Linked DNA regions of Mus musculus: region 2 is linked to region 1. The links are chromatin contacts, called in public promoter capture Hi-C maps. All regions are on one chromosome and are shown on one strand. Each heading gives the region's core, a stretch centred on a gene start, on an enhancer-like site or on the middle of the called end of the contact. The rest is flanking DNA. Distances are from core to core; before and after follow the strand shown. Region 1 holds the start of Bicd2 (BICD cargo adaptor 2). Region 2 holds the start of Secisbp2 (SECIS binding protein 2).

What was found. Promoter capture Hi-C pulls out the DNA fragments that hold promoters and counts their contacts.
Region 2: a contact with region 1 is called in a promoter capture Hi-C map of pre-B cells, with 2.0 times the contacts expected there. The contact joins the promoter of Secisbp2 here to the promoter of Bicd2 in region 1. A contact is called at or near these places in 3 of 39 promoter capture datasets (cranial neural crest, pre-B cells and second pharyngeal arch cranial neural crest) and 1 of 115 datasets of contacts at active chromatin or transcription factors (astrocytes).

The regions. Positions count from the first base shown.
Region 1 is chr13:49,339,018-49,343,927 of GRCm38.p6, reverse strand. It overlaps Bicd2 (BICD cargo adaptor 2), which reads right to left and starts at 2,379. Exons shown (of 7, transcript NM_001039179.2): 1 at 2,018-2,379. The coding sequence starts at 2,257.
Region 2 is chr13:51,649,815-51,654,724 of GRCm38.p6, reverse strand. Secisbp2 (SECIS binding protein 2) reads right to left here and starts at 3,017. Exons shown (of 17, transcript NM_029279.2): 1 at 2,905-3,017; 2 at 1,970-2,118; 3 at 90-339. The coding sequence starts at 2,940. Cks2 (CDC28 protein kinase regulatory subunit 2) reads right to left here. Exons shown (of 3, transcript NM_025415.3): 3 at 4,063-4,388. The coding sequence ends at 4,336.

The sequences.
Region 1 (4,910 bases), core at 1,130-3,629:
AACTTTTGGCAGCCCTCTCTGAATCTGATGCATTCCTCTGGATTCTACTAGAAACTTCTGGAAGAAACCTTATCCCACCTCACAAAGAGGAGAGGAGCAGTCTGCCCAAGCCTATATATATAGCCAGTGTGTGGATGGCATTAGGCTAAGCAGATACCTAAAGGGCAACCAAGAGACTAGATCACGTGTCCTGAGAGGTTTTCCTCCAGATAACGACAAGGCTATATGTAAACCATTGCTCTTCACTGTGCCATAAAATGATTCCGCCCATAATAATAATCCCATGAGGCTGACCAATAGAAGTCACCAAAGTTGGGACCAGCTAGCCTGTTTTCACTGCACATAGTACTGAAGAAAACCTGTTAATTCAGAAGAGGACAGTGAGCTTCCCAGGAGAGGTTCACAGGCATTCCATAGGAAGTGGGAAGGCAACCCATCTGTATGTGCAAAGGGAGTGGCACTATAATTAACAGTTGCTACCTGCCTGGAGGACCAAGGAGGGGGGAATGGGAGCCCAGAAGACTAGATTTGGGAAGAGGACACACCCACTCCATATTTTCACTCCATATTTTCTGACCTTCATCTATCACATCACTTTACATGCCCCCCCTCCAGGGGGTTGCCTGCCCCTCCCCCTCCAGGGGTCCCACTCCTTTGGTCAACCCTCTGCCAAATGAAGCCAGGCTTGGGAAAGTTACTAATGTCCTCTGTCAGGCAACAGATTTGAGAATCTGTGTGAAGACTCAATTCCTACCCGCCCAAAGAAGCAGGCACTTCTGGGACTCACCCAGCCCTGCTCTACCCAGACTTTAAGGACTCATTCCCCTAAAAGTCAGAGAGGCTCTCAAGAGTTCAGGCATCTATCCAAAGCTGACTGGGAGCAGAAGTATCAAAAGATGAGCCTGTGATTAATACTCAAGAGCAGAACTGAGTCTCACAGGGAAGGGAAACTGTTGAGATAATCCAACAAGCTACCTGTGTGGCCCCATGCCAGGCCTTTCCAAATATAGAATACTAAAAGCAATACTTCTGGATTGGCAAAGCTGTATTCCTACTTTGCAGAGCTGGAAGCTAAGGTTTGAGGAGAGCTTACCCATGGCTCACCCAAGGCTCACCCATCACAAGCAATAAGAAGGGGTTGGTCCAAACTCAAGTGTGTCCTTCTCCCATAAAGCATTTCCCCCAGTCTCCAGAACAAGGCTGGGGAGTCAAGAAGATGGGAGAGTTACTAATACTTAAATCATCCCAGAAAGCTTACCCAGGTCCCTCCTACTGCCCCTCCCCAAGCTCTTGGCCAGCCTGGGAGTCTAACCTCTCTTCCTACAGTGGGATGACACAAAGTACCATGTTTCCAACAGAAGAACACAGACTCCACGGTGACAGGCAGGCCCTAGGAGGCAGAGCAAGACAGGAAGCGGTCGATGGAAGCCATGCATCCCAGTAGTGGGAGCACCATTAATGAGATGGGGAAAAAGCAGCTGGTTGAGCGATGGATATCGGGAAAGCCGGCCTGTCAAGGGCCATAGGCAACCAGGGGCTGCGACTCACTCAGCCCTGTATCCATCCCTTCCCAGCCTCAGGCGGTCACGAAACCTGATGAATAGCACAGAAAGCAGCTGCTCCAAAATGGGGGGGAAGTGATTTGCTTGAAGGTGACAAACTGTGGTCAACCAACCCCAGGTCCAGCTTTTCCCTGGGGTCACTTGCACGGACAGCCTCAGTTGTAAGGGCATCATCTGCTCCCCACCAACCACACAGACACACCCTAGGCAGCAATAACCATAGCAGGACATCAGTCCTCAACGAAAAGGCCAACAAGGCCTGCAAAGAAAACTAGCGGGTGAGTGGGGCTGCAGGGAGTCTGGACCCCAGCAACCGGACACAGGGCCGAACAGGGTCCCTTCACCGTCACTGCCCGGGACCGCAACTCTAGGTCTCCTGCCCCACCCCTGGTACCTCCCACCACTGGGCAGGGTGACCTTAGCGCCCGAGGCAGGGGTCGCAGCCGACCACTCACCTCTTTGAGCTGCTCCATCTCGCTGCGGATGGCCTCATAGTCCACCTCGAGCTCCTCGAACTGCAGCTTGAGCTGGTGCTTCTCCTCCAGCACCGCCAGTCCATACTCGGCCGCCTGGATCTTCTCACGCGTGGTCTCGGCCAGCTCGTGGGACAGCCGCTTCACCTCGGCGCGCAGCCACTCCGGCTGCGCCTCCATCACCAGACGCGCATACTCCTCCTCCTCCGACGGCGCGGACATGGTGGCCGCGCGCCGAGGCCGGCTCCCACCTTGGCTCCCACAAGCCGGGCCCTCTTAGCCGCCGCTGCCGCCGCCCAGCCCCGACGGCCGCCCGCGCCGCCGCACTGCTCCTCCCTGACGCGCGCGGAACACTGGGGGCTGCAGTCCCACTGAGCATGGACTACACAACCCGTAGTCCCTTGCGCCCACCTGGTCCGCGCTTGTGATTGGTCTAAATCTCAAGGGGGCAGGCGCCTAACGTGACGCAAAGCTACGTCTCCCTTAGCATTGTGGGAGATGTAGTCCTATTTTACGCTCACTGCTTTGCCCGTTGTGCTCTGTACCCGCCTGGCTCCAATCGTTGATTGGCGGGCGCGTCTGACGTGACAAAAGTAGGGGTGCCACCGACCCCAGCCCAGGGACCCGGCAGCCACCCGGAGAACCTCAAGCCTTCCGCTCCCAGCCTTTGTGGAGTAAGGTGATCCGAGCTGTGGATATCACGAGTAAGATTCGCGTCCTGAAACGTCAGAGCATGGCTGGTGAGACTGTGTGGCGCGCGCTTTATGCGGAATTTGAATGACTTGTGGCGGGCCGCGGGCACTGCCAAAAGGATGCCAACAGCCTGACGCTAGGGGCTCAGGGGAGCCCAGGCCCGGATACTACTTCCTCTTGTCCATTGTCCGTTAGGATTTTCTTTCATGGAAATGAAGGCACCTCCGTGAGCATAATGTCAAAGGTGTATTTAAATGTTGTCCGTCCCCCGTTTTCGGCGAGACGTAGCTGTACTCTTCACTATAATTCTAAATAAAACTTCCCTCCTTGCATGGTGATTTGGATATAACAAGCGTGTTGTTCCCTTTCTCACTGCACACACCCCCGCAACACCACACCCTACAGCTGCGGACCACCATCAAACATAGAGGTCAGCTGGAGAGATGGCTAAGAGGATAAAGCTCTTGCTCAGTAAGAGCAAGGACCTATATTTGCGCCCCTAGAGCCCACCTAAAGCACAGTCTATCATCCCAATGTCCCTGAGGAAAGATGGGAGGTGGAAATTGGAGAATCCCCTGAAGCTAGGCTGGAGTATGAAAGACAGGGGCGGGAGAGAGGGGGAGACAAGAAAAGCAGAGATAACCAATCTCAAACAAGATGGAAGACAAAGACTGACAACTGGATCTTGTCCTCTGATTCCCAGTGCATGTGGGGCCTGTGTGCCCACACAGGAACATGAACCCACTTCACACACACACACACACACACAGGAACATGAACCCACTTCACACACACACACACACACACACACACACGCGCGCGCGCGAAAAGAAAATCTAGGATCAACACAAGAATTGCATAGTAAATCAACTTGGTGTGGTGGAACACACCTTTAATCTCAGCACTTGGGAGGTAGAGGTAGAAGAATTTCACGGCCAGCCTAATCTACATGTCAAGTTCCAGGCCAGCCACGACTAAATAGAGAGACCCTGTCTCAAAAGAGAGAGAGAGAGAGCGCTGTATAAGTAAATGTGTTATTCCTCCTTCTCTTTGGCCAACCAGCCTAATTTTGTACAACAGTCCTGGCTCTACACTGAGGCCCATATATCAGGCCTACGCAAGCTGTTCACACTAAGTGAAGGTGGATTTAGAAGGAACAAACTTTCCTCCAACAAGTCCCCAAGCTCTACAGAACCTACACTTATCCAGGCTGCCTGGGAACCTCTCCATACCCACCTGAACCTGACTGTGAGGCAGGTGTGAGTAGGGAGGGGGAGAGCCATGAGTTTCTGGTGAGAACCTGACCAGGGAACTTTGAACTTGAAGATAAAGGTGATTTGAGATACAAATGATAGCTCACTACTATTGTGGGCTTCCTTCAGCAGGGACAGTGCTGACCAGCAAGGTTAGGGCCTGGAAGAAGGTTTCTAGGATCTCCTTGTCACTGGTTGGAGTGGGGCAATCAGGAAATACTTCTCTGAGGAGGTGACAGCAGAGAGAGAGAGAGAGAGAGAGAGAGAGAGAGAGAGAGAGAGAGAGAGACCCAGAGGACTCCACATTCAAGGATGATGTATGTAGATCTTCCCCCAACTTTCAGATGAGAGACCACCTCTTTAGTACTCCCTGGGTCACAAGCCTGGCTCACTCAGTGCTCTCAATATTTCAGTTCACACCATTGTTTTATGAATGAGGAAACTGAGGCCTGTTACCAAATCCTTGGTATTGCCCTTGATGTCCCACCCCCTCATCCATTCATGCTGTCACTCTGCCTCTCAGCAAATACTGCGTGAGAGTTACCTGCCTGTCTCAATGGCCCATCACCTCTGCCTGAATCATTGACGTCGACTCCCCTCCCAAAACAAAGATGTTGAAACCATTTCCAAGTCTGCACTTGCTCTAGAAGGGCCTCTTCACTCCACCCACTTGCGTGTTGATTCCCTTTCTGTGTCTTAGTTGCTTCCTTCTGTTGAGTGTGTGTATTCTTACATGGTGGGTGGGTCACCTTAGAACGTCAGCTCCAGGAGGGCAGGAACCTCCACAAGGCCCAGCATTTTCTAGCCTATATCTGGGGCTCCAGCCAGGTTCCCAAGGGATTCCTCTCCCTAACCCAGCACCGCTCCCTGGAAAGGTATGCCCTCTGGTGATGAGGCAGAGGACTACAGGAGGGTGGAGGCAGCCTGGT
Region 2 (4,910 bases), core at 1,768-4,267, 2.3 Mb before region 1:
GTGCTTAGCTATCAGAGGACACACTGACTTCTGACACTGGCAACAAGGACTAAGAGGAGGAGCCGCACCCTGCAGCAGCACTTCCTCACCTTAAATACACCTTTTGCTTCCTGAGGTGGAGGGCACACGTGCTCATGCCGGGGCTTTGCTGTCCGAAAGCCTGGGTGACACCGTGCTTGGCTGTAGTCGTACTGCAGGGTTGGCACTGAGCAAACACTCTGTGCGGACTCTAGGGTGTAAGTGGGATAGGCAAAAGGATGCAGCGCTATCTCAGAAGACACGTACTGTGCTGGAAAGGTGGGGGCTCCGAAAGCCATGTCTTCGGGATACATTTTCTGTCTAAAAAGTGTAAATTTCAGTTGCAGATTTCATAACACAAATCAAGAACATTATTTTTAAGACGCTAATTTAAACTTTTTAATATTTTCTTTTAAGGATCACTTACTTTCGCATTGGAAACTCCCCTATCAACAACCAAATGAGGGCTAGAGAGCTGGCTCTGTTAGTAAAGCGCCTGCCTGGCACATAAGCGCAAGGCCCTAAGTTTGGGCTCCAGAGCCAGTGTGATAAGCAGTGCACGGCAGTGCGCTCTGGGACTCCAACCAGAGGGGGAGCGCAGGTCCTTGAAGGTCACTGGCCTGCCAGTCTCGCTGACTGAGGGACTTGAGCTTCAGTGAGACTGCTTCTCAAAGAATAAAAGAACAATTGAGGAAAGACCCAACTTCTGCCACAGGCTTCCGCATGCAAGTGCACACATGTGCATTTACCACACATACCCCCCCCACATATGCACGCACACCCACCTACCCACCCACCCACCCACCCATCCAAACAGGACCTCTTTTTTTCTTCCTGCAAAGAATACTGCTGATTTTTTTTTTTCCGAGACAGGGTTTCTCTGTGTAGCCCTGGCTGTCCTGGAACTCACTCTGTAGACCAGGCTGGCCTCGAACGCAGAAATCCGCCTGCCTCTGTCTCCCAAGTGCCAGGATTAAAGGTGTGGGCCAAAACTGCCTGGCTACTGATAGAGTTGAACGAATGAACTAGGACCAGGGTAACAGAGCTCAACGGTAGATAGCCTTCATAAAACGCACAAGGCCGTGGCTTCCTCCTATGGCACCACAGAAAAGGTAATCTCAAGTAAAAAGTAAGTTCAGATGCCATGGCAGCACAGCAAGGGCATGCTCCCACAGTTTTGCAGCCGACTGCTGGTTTAGTACCTGACAGTGTCTCAGCAACCTAGACACAACAGCCGAAAGGCCATTCCCTTGGCTGAGGAGTTGCACTACAGCCTGCACAGTCTTCCTCCAGTCCTGCCCTTTCAGCCCCTCACATCCTGCACTATGCTGCCCAGAAGGCCAGAGTACAAAGAGGATCCTGCACACCACGGAGGCCAGGAGCCGTAAAAGATGGGCACCTTGGTAATTATTCAGTAGACTGGGGATTGACCCTGAGGCCTTGTGTTTGACAGAAAGAGCTGCACCACGGAGCTCTGTCACTGGAGACAGGGTCTCGCTAAGTTGTCCAGCCTGGCATGTTATCTATCTGATCCTTCATCCATCTGTCCTTTTCCCATTTACCCTTCCTTCTTGCCGTTTCTTTTCCCAATACAAATGTGAATTTGTTTGGTTCTGTCTTGCTTTGGTAGCTCTGAAGATCAAGCCCAGGGCCTGACAAATGGCAAAGCAGCATCCTCAGTCCCTACACGCGTGAACCAGTATCAACTGTAAACAAATGACCCTGCAACTGTACTTTCTAAGTTCCGTAGTGTCGGTCCCTTCCTGGATGAAGTTTTTGCACAGAATTTAGTCAGGCTACAGAGCCCAATCTTTGCTGGTTGAAGAGCCTCCTTTCCTCACCTGCAAGCCGTCCTGTAAGATGTTATGTATGTTTCAGTGTGTGAGGCTCTAATCACTACCTCTGGGAGAGAAACCCTCTGCATGAGGCAAGGCATCGAGAAAATACATACTCAGCTGCTGGTGGTTCCTGTACAAATGGATAGTAGGTGGCCGCACAGCCTGGGAAGACACGTGTCTCTGAGGACTCTGACCACGCCACGTTGAGCCCAGCAAACTTAGGGACGAATGGTTTGACATCAGCTGACAACTTGATGCTATCCTGAGGATGAGAGGGTGGGGATGGGCTTTAACGCTCCTGAGATTCGCCAAATGCCATCAAATACAAACCACAAGAAAGGTGCGCCATTCTGATAGGCCCATTGGTGATTACAAAGGTGCAGTGCAAAGACAAAAATGTGTTTGGCAACAATATCTCCCTGATGTTTTTATTATTAAAAAAAAAAAAAAGGTTACTGGACCTTACATGTGAAAAAAGGACAATGAATTAAAGTCGAAGGAAACCCCAACCTTGTTATATAACAAGAACCACAACTCGGAATGCTTCTGAGGATTTAAACTTGAAGATAGTTATTTTTACCTCTTCCATCTTTATACATGAGATATATAAGAACCCTGTACCTAGTGTCGCTAAACTATACCCAAAGGACGCTCAAAGTTATTATGTAAAACACACCGCTGACATTTATTGCCATCTAACTTCTCAACAAAAATCACCACATATTTCATCTGTAGTTAGTAAACCACACGGAACCTCTGAGAGAAAAATCATCCCACAGCCATGAGCCCTTGGAACGCAGAGTATGGGTTATTCTGACAACTTTTATCACCGCGTTTGGCCAATTTAGAGTGGATTTCTGGGACGGCCGGCGCGCCATCTAGCGGTCATGGCAGGCGCGGACGCGGGTGCGAGGTGCCCGAGGCCGTAGGTAGCCTATGTGTTATCATTTCGCTGGCCGAACCGTGAGAGGGTGGTCAAGCCCCCCATCCCCGAACCTCAGGCCCGGCGGCCCCGCGCGTGTGCCTAGACCCGCAGCCCGCCCCTTACCTCGCCGTCCGGCTCCCGCGGCCGCTCCGACGCCATGGCGGCCACGGAAGAGCCCGCGCCGTGAAGCTAGCGGCGCGCCTAACCAACGACTCAGCGTTTCCGCCTTCCTGCGCGGCGGCGCCAGGACGTACGTCACCGAGGCGCGACGGAGGCCTTCCCTGCCGGAAGTGCTCGGCGTCCCGGGCCTCCGGAGCCGCACGTGGAAGACTGGGGCAGCGACAGCTCTAGGGGGTGGCTTGTGGTGGGCCAGGAAGGGCGCGGCTGAGCTCTTACGTGGGGCGGGCTTGGTGATGTGACACTAGGGGAGGCCAGGCTCTGGGCGCCCGCACTGATGCAGTGCAGGAGGGAGACTCCTAGTAAGAGTGAGGCCGGCAGACCTGCTCAGTGGTGAGCTTCCAGGAGCATCTGCTCCTGTGGAGTTTCTAGTAGGATGTCATGGCGGGTGCCTGCAGGCAGATGAAGAACCTTGGAACTAAGAGGAGTCAAATGTTTAGCTATGTGAGACTTCTGCTGGGGCCTGGACAACAGGAAGCTCTCGCAAAACACAACTCCAAAATGAAACCAAGAGCACAGAAACAGGTCGAAGGACAGAAAAAGGTCGCCTGCAATGTGGGGGCATTTGGCAAACAGGCCTTGGAGTCAGTCTGTAGGGTTAGAATTAAACACCAGCCCTTTTTTTCAAGCAAGACACCAGTGCCAGTTCATGGTCAGTAGCCCTGTTAGGTCTAGTGTATCCCACACATGGAAGGCTGTGGCTCTGTAGTGTTTACTGTGTTCAATGAGAAATCACCCCTGCTAATGTCTAACTACAGTCTTGTTTCTGGCCACTCATACTTTTTTTTATGGCTATCCACTGATGTGTGCTTAATTTCTTGGTTCACACAAGATGCACGAATGTGGCACCTGAACTTTTAAGATACTTTTCTCTGAAACCACTAGACTTTTTGTAGACTTGTGGACACTATCAAGCGGTGGGTTTTTCTGTTCACTTGCAGAATCCAAAGTTATTTAGGAAGTAAACTGGCAATAAAGCTGTAATATCCTCATTTGGAGCTTAATATTTCTTTTTCAAGTATGTTTATTTTCTTATATTTCTTTTTCAAGTATGTTTATTTTCCCCAGGGGTAAAAATAATCAAGTCAAATTAATTTCAACAATGGTGATATAAATGCAATATACAAACTTTATTTAACAAAACAGGTAAAATAAAACAGGCATTTATATTAAGAAAAAACTACAAGAAACTATCTTGAACAACTTAAAACAACCCTACTTGCAGTTGCATTTGACTGAGCTCTGTTGCTGTGAAGAATACAGCGCATGCACAGGTATGGATGAAAGGTTTGTACACTTTTCAAGTATTCACTGAATACTACCTTATATACACATATACATTAAATTTGAAAAAGATTAGATGATCCCAGCTGCACTTCATTTTTGTTGTTCTTTTGGAAGAGGTCGTCTAAAGAGAAGAATATGCGGTTCTGTGGAAAGAAAATATTAAGTTCCATGTCACTATTTGAAGTATTCAAAATGAATTGTCGGTGTAATAAATAGTAAATGCGGACAAACTCGTATAATAGCATTGTTCTACCATTTTATCCTTTGACCGACTCTGGAAAATAATTTCTACCTGCAAAATCATTTTCAGTGAAGAGAAATGTAATCTCTTTGAAAAAAGAACAGCTAATTCAAGTCAGCTGCTGGATCTCAGGCTAATTCACATCCAAATAAATAAATTGATGCCATACACACTTAGCTAAGAAAGGGTTGTTCTAGTCAAACCAGATCTCTGGGGGGTGAGGGGGGGGGGTGGGGGCTTAAAAGATTAAACTCAGAGAGTCCACCCAAAGCTTCCTCATTCAACGGGATGAAGGCCAGCATCTATAGCACTTCTGCTTTCCTATTGATAGGAAGGATTTCTGAGCTCCTAAAGATATGTGCCATAATTCCAAGGAAGACTCCAGTTTAACAATGCCACCTTTTAAGTATAAAAAGGTAGCAAC